Linked DNA regions of Capra hircus: region 1 is linked to region 2. Evidence: chromatin contacts called from public Hi-C data. All regions are on one chromosome and are shown on one strand. Each heading gives the region's core, a stretch centred on a gene start, on an enhancer-like site or on the middle of the called end of the contact. The rest is flanking DNA. Distances are from core to core; before and after follow the strand shown.

Region 1 (2,700 bases), core at 76-2,575, 73 kb after region 2:
GGGGCGTGGTCTCCAGGTCATCGGGCTGGGGCCTGAGCCCTCCTGCCCAAGAGCAGTCCATACCCTGTGCACGCGGGGTGAGAGAAGAATGGGCCCCATTGCGGGTGGCAGCGTTTATTGTGGGCCTAGGGTAGGGCTTTCGAAACCCTGATTTGCAGAGCCTCAGTCCACCCTGGTTTTTAGGGTTTTGCTTTGACATCAGGTTCTGCTTAGAGGCCCTGGACACCAGGCTGACGGAGCCATTGCCCAGGACACTCTGCTTCTCGTTGGTTGGGTGGTCCTGGGCCGCTCCTTTCTGTCACTCTGGGCCTCAGTGCCCTCTGTCGTAAACCAGGTGCTGGGCTCAGTGATCTCAGGGCTCACCGCTGGCCTGTGGTCCCCGGCCCAGCTGAGTCCTGCCCTGCCCCTGACAGAGGAGGTTGGGAGCGGGTGGGAAGCTGCCAGGTGGCGTGGCTGCGGTGGGGTTCAGCTGCGCCTCCCTGCTTCAGGACAAGCAGTCGTGGCAGAGTGAGCGGGAGATCTTCAGCACGCCTGGCATGAAGCACGAGAACCTGCTGCAGTTCATTGCCGCTGAGAAGCGAGGCTCCAGCCTGGAGGCGGAGCTGTGGCTCATCACAGCCTTCCACGACAAGGTGAGCCTCGCCCCGTGAACCCTGCTCCCGCGGGAGGTGACCGTGGGCCCCACTGTGGCCTTCCCCTGAGGTCCCCTTCCACGGGTGTGGACACGAGGGTCTGCAGGAAGAACCCCTCTCCCTGGGATCAGTTCTTGCAAACAGGAGTAGTGACGTCATGATCCTCACTGTCTGACACCACCCGCCTCCCAGCCCCTCCTGGCCTCGTCGGTGCCAGCCTCCCGGTGGGGCACTCAGCCATCTGACCCACGGGTGCGGCCCTCCAGGGGCAGGGCTGGATCCTGCCCGCGTGCCCAGAGCCTGTGCCGTCTCCTGTAGGGCTCCCTCACGGATTACCTCAAGGGGAACATCATCACCTGGAACGAGCTGTGTCACGTGGCGGAGACGATGTCTAGAGGCCTCTCATACCTACACGAGGATGTGCCCTGGTGCCGGGGCGAGGGCCACAAGCCGTCTATTGCCCACAGGTACCTGGGTTAGCAGTTGCCCTCTCTTCTCTCGACCTGGAGCCACAGAGAGGGTTGGAGGTTGAGAGCAGGGCCCGGGGAGCGTGGCGGGGCCGGTCTCAGTTTCATAAACATGCTTAGCCGCTCTGGTGTGTCAGGGGTAACCCTGGCCCTTCCCCTGCCTTCTGCCCTTGTCTGCGCTGGCTGTGGTCTTGCAGGCTGGTTCTCTGGTGCCCTCCAGTGGCCACAGAGGGAAGTGCTGATTCTGTCCCTGGTTGGAGTTCTGTGCATTGATCCTTGCTGTGTTACAGCATACGTATCCTGTTAACTGTCAGAGTGACAGCGTGAGTATGTAGCCTCTGGAAAACTCTGTAGTCCTGGGAGAATGAGCTTTAAGAAAGGCGAATAATGGATTATTATGAAAGGAATGTTGACCTCACAGATCCCCGGAAACAGTCTCGGGGATTCTCTGGAGTCCTGGGATGGTGCTTTGAGAGCTGGTCTGTGTTACCTCCTCATCGCAGTGGCAGGCACCACTCTAGACACTCCGAAATGCCAAGTCATTTAAGCCTCCTAACTGCTCTGTGAGATAAGTACTGTTTTTCCCAGCCCTTCTTACAGGGGAAGGGACAGCAGCACAGATGAGATGACAGCTTAGTGTGGTTCTCTGACTGTGAGGGAGCCTCAAAGCTGCAGGGCCCCAGTGGGAGCAATATGAATGACACAGGGCATTGACTGTAGGAAATTACCATTTTTGTAGGGCAGACTCGGTTGAATGCTGACTCTTCCATCGGGTCCAGGCTAACGACAGTGCATAGGAAGCGTGCCAGGGGTGGCTCTAAGCATTTGTCCATCAGTTGAGTCCTCAGAGGAAGGCTGAGACAGGCATGTGGAAGTTGAGGACCTGCTAGGGAAAGGCAGAGCTGAGTGCAACCCCAGCGCCCACTGTGCCACCTCCAGAGCAGCTCAAACCTCTGGGGCAGCGGTCCCCAACCTTTTTGGCAGCAGGGACCAGTTTTGTGGAAGACAGTAGTTTTTCTACAGACTGGGGTGAGGGTGGTTTCAGGTTGATTTAAACATGTTACATTTACAGTGCACTTTATTTTTATTATTACTGTATTAGCTCCACCTCAGATCATCAGGCATTAGATCGTGAGGCTGGGGACCTCTGCTCTGGGGCCTGCTCAGAATCAGGCAAATGCATTGAAACTTCTCTTCTCATTCACATCCCAAATGGTGTAAATTCTTGCCAGGAAACTCACATCCCCCAGCTGCAGTGCCCCTCCTCAAACCCTCTGAGAATGTGAGAGCCAGCCTTTGATGCTGGGGACTGGACAGGGGTTGTCGTTGCTCTGACAGCTCTGGTCGGAGTGCAGTTAGGGATTCTCACACTGACGGAGCGGGGTGTACTAAAGCTGCCCGCCTGGGTGGCTTCGTGGAACTCCAACCTGGTGCAGACCCCGCTCCCCACAGGGTGGGATGGGCCCCGGCTTAGGGCTCTGGGAGTCCAGGTGGGAAGGCAGGAGCAGGGCCGATTGGATCACAGGTTCGGCTCCATCTCAGTCCACCGTCTCCACAGGGACTTTAAGAGCAAGAATGTATTGCTGAAGAGTGACCTCACT
Region 2 (2,700 bases), core at 21-2,520:
AGTGGGGAACTGGAGTCCACCCCAGTGTCCCTCAGGGGCAGCTTGAGCAGCAAAACCTGGGGTCAGTACACTAATGAACACAAAAGAACTGTTACAAGCAACCAAGCAGATGAGGGGTTCCCACACACTGTGCACTTCATGGCATCCTTCAGAATCTGAGTTTTGTCACGTGCTTCTTGGCCAAAAGAAGAGATTAATGGTTCTGTTTAGTAAGGATCAATAGTTAGACCCAAACGGCTTCATATATACCTGTGTCCTAACAACTTAAAAGCTCTTCAAAGAAATTAGTGCATATAAGTAGGGAGAGAAAATGATTTCATTTCCTTCTTAAACAAGCATAATTATTCACTAAGGGGATGTGTGTGCCTGTTGGGTGTTGCACAACTCTTGAAAGATTAGGATCAGACTGAAAACCGCTGCCCTTAGTTTTGCACTTTAATTTTCCTGCAGTGCTTGTTTATCACCATGACTGCTTAATCACCGCGATTTGCTGATCACTATGACACAGGTTTGCAAAGATATGCCTTATCCTAGAAAAGAATCTAGCAAATCCAGTGTAAGAACCGTTGACTGCCCAGCAGTCAACAGTCAACCACTCACCAGTGCCCTTAGAGACTGACAAAGGTTGAGATGAGTATGCCCGTCTTTCCCTCCAAAAGTAAAACTACCCCACTGCACCCCTGTGGGTTCCCTGCACCTTCCCAGAGCACCTGGGTGCACAGTTTGGGAACCAGAGAATACATATAACTATGAGTAAACTGTAAAAACAGTGCTGAATTTTAAAAAGTACTTCAAAACTAATGCCTAGGGAGTTTCCTGGTGGTCCAGGGATTGGGGCTCTTCGCTTTTACTGCCGACAGCGCGGATTCAGTCCCTGGGTCCATTGCCCTGTGCCCCCTAACGCAGCACCATGAGTGGACAGGGCTCCAGTACCTGAGAGAGACGAACTTGAAGGTCCCAGGCCCCGGGCTCTCAGAGAGACGGGTGGGAACAAGCCGGCCTAAGGATGAATCCTCTGGTCCAGGCGTCCTCCAGGGGAAGGCAGGCCGCGATAAGGCCGGGTCTGCGCAGGGAGCCCATTTGGATGGAGGCGGGCGAGGTGGGGTTGGAGGGAGGGAGCTGCCGGTCGCCCAGGTGAGAAAAGCACCTGATGCCGAGCAGCGGCGCGTCCCCACCTCGCTCGCCCGCAGGTGGCGCCAGAGCGCAAGGCGGCGGGGGCCCCGGGTCCGGGAGTTCGGCCGGGCGGGGCGAGGGGCGGGCCCGGCGTGTCTGCGCGTTGGAGCGCGGCGACAGTCCGGCCGCGGGAAGGACTGACGGAACCGCGCGCCGCCGGATCCTCCGCGGCCATGGCCGAGCGCGCCGCTCGCCGCTGCTGCCTGGGCTGGGACTTCAGCACGCAGCAGGTATCGGCGCGGGCCCCGGGGCGGGCTGGCGGGGACCCCGGCGCCCGGAACCCTGGGCCGCGCTGCGAGCGCTTCTCTCTCGGGCTTCCCCGGGGACCCGGCACCTCCGCCAGGCCTGTACCCCGGCTCTCCCAGAGAGGGGGCCCTCCACCCCGACTCCTTCAAGGGATCCGCGGGCACGCGGCGGGGAGATGCCCGGGAACCTCAAAGGCTCGCGCGCCGTCTTGAGCACAGGTTGCCAGGGACCCGAAGGAACTCGGCTGCTTTAAACAGAGAGGGCCAGACAGACGGGGAGACACGCAGGCGGAGCCAGTGACCGGGAACCAGATCACCGCTTGAACCTTTTTTTTTTTTTAAGTGAAATGGGCACGATGTACACCTGAACTTTGTTCCGCCTGTGACAGCCCTTGGATGGCACCAGCGTGCCCAGGTCAACGTGCCTGACTGTGCTGCTCCCTGAGTCAGGCACTCAGGCAAGGAGAGTCAAGATTTGCTTTCCAGTTTGGGGTATCAAGGGGCTCCTTCTCCTTAACTTAGGACATGGTCGCAGTTAAAGACAAACCCCTCTCCACAGATGGGTCAGGGGAGCAAGGCTGTGGTCTATCCCTGACCAGAAACTCCTGGGGGGGACCTTGGATAAGTCAGGTTGTCTTGCTAGGCCTGTTTCTGCATCTGTCCAGTAAAGGAGTTGTACCCTGGAGTTTGGAATCTGCTCCACTGGGACATGTATCTCTGGTCCTTGATCATGGCCTTTGGGAACAAACCGGGGACCTTGCCTCGTCTCTTAGAGCCCTGCAGGCGTGGACACCCCAGAGACATCTCCAAACCCTGCCTCCCATTCCTTCTCCTCTAGGACTTTCTCAGACCTTCTTGCCTGCCATAGGAACCAGCTCATCTATGAACATCTACTTCTAGAGGATTTTGGCTTTGGCTGTTTGGGAGGGCAGAAATTCCGAGTGTTTCGGGGTGTTTCTGTTTAGCCCCTCCACTTCTTCATTTTACTAAGTCTTTGGATATGTCGTCAGATGAGGCCTCTTACCCAGATAATTGCCACGATGCAAGGATGCACCGCAGCCTCAAGGAGGTCTCCAGGCTGAACCACTTCTAGGGGGCTGGTCTTCACCTGATGATGTTCATATCCCCGGACCAGTATAGAAGCTGAGGAAAAGTCTATCCATTATTTTTACTATTTTACCTTCCAGGTAAAAGTTGTTGCTGTTGATGCAGAGCTGAGTGTCTTCTATGAGGACAGTGTGCAGTTTGACAGAGACCTTGTAGAGTTTGGGTATGTACCTAG

What was found. A called contact is a pair of places that touch in the nucleus more often than the background predicts.
Region 1: a contact with region 2 is called in a Hi-C map of blood, with 1.9 times the contacts expected there. The contact joins the enhancer-like site here to the promoter of XYLB in region 2. A contact is called at or near these places in 3 of 5 Hi-C or Micro-C datasets (all in blood).

What each region holds. Positions count from the first base shown.
Region 1 is chr22:11,721,421-11,724,120 of ARS1.2, forward strand. ACVR2B (activin A receptor type 2B) reads left to right here. Exons shown (of 11, transcript NM_001314169.1): 6 at 489-632; 7 at 951-1,099; 8 at 2,658-2,700. Among named protein-coding and RNA genes, the nearest start is that of EXOG, 17 kb to the right of the region's middle. Within about 2 kb of position 1,326, at least 2 of the 5 cell types and tissues checked have an H3K27ac peak or open chromatin away from gene starts, as enhancers often do.
Region 2 is chr22:11,648,840-11,651,539 of ARS1.2, forward strand. XYLB (xylulose kinase) reads left to right here and starts at 1,271. Exons shown (of 19, transcript XM_018067179.1): 1 at 1,271-1,403; 2 at 2,606-2,688. The coding sequence starts at 1,347.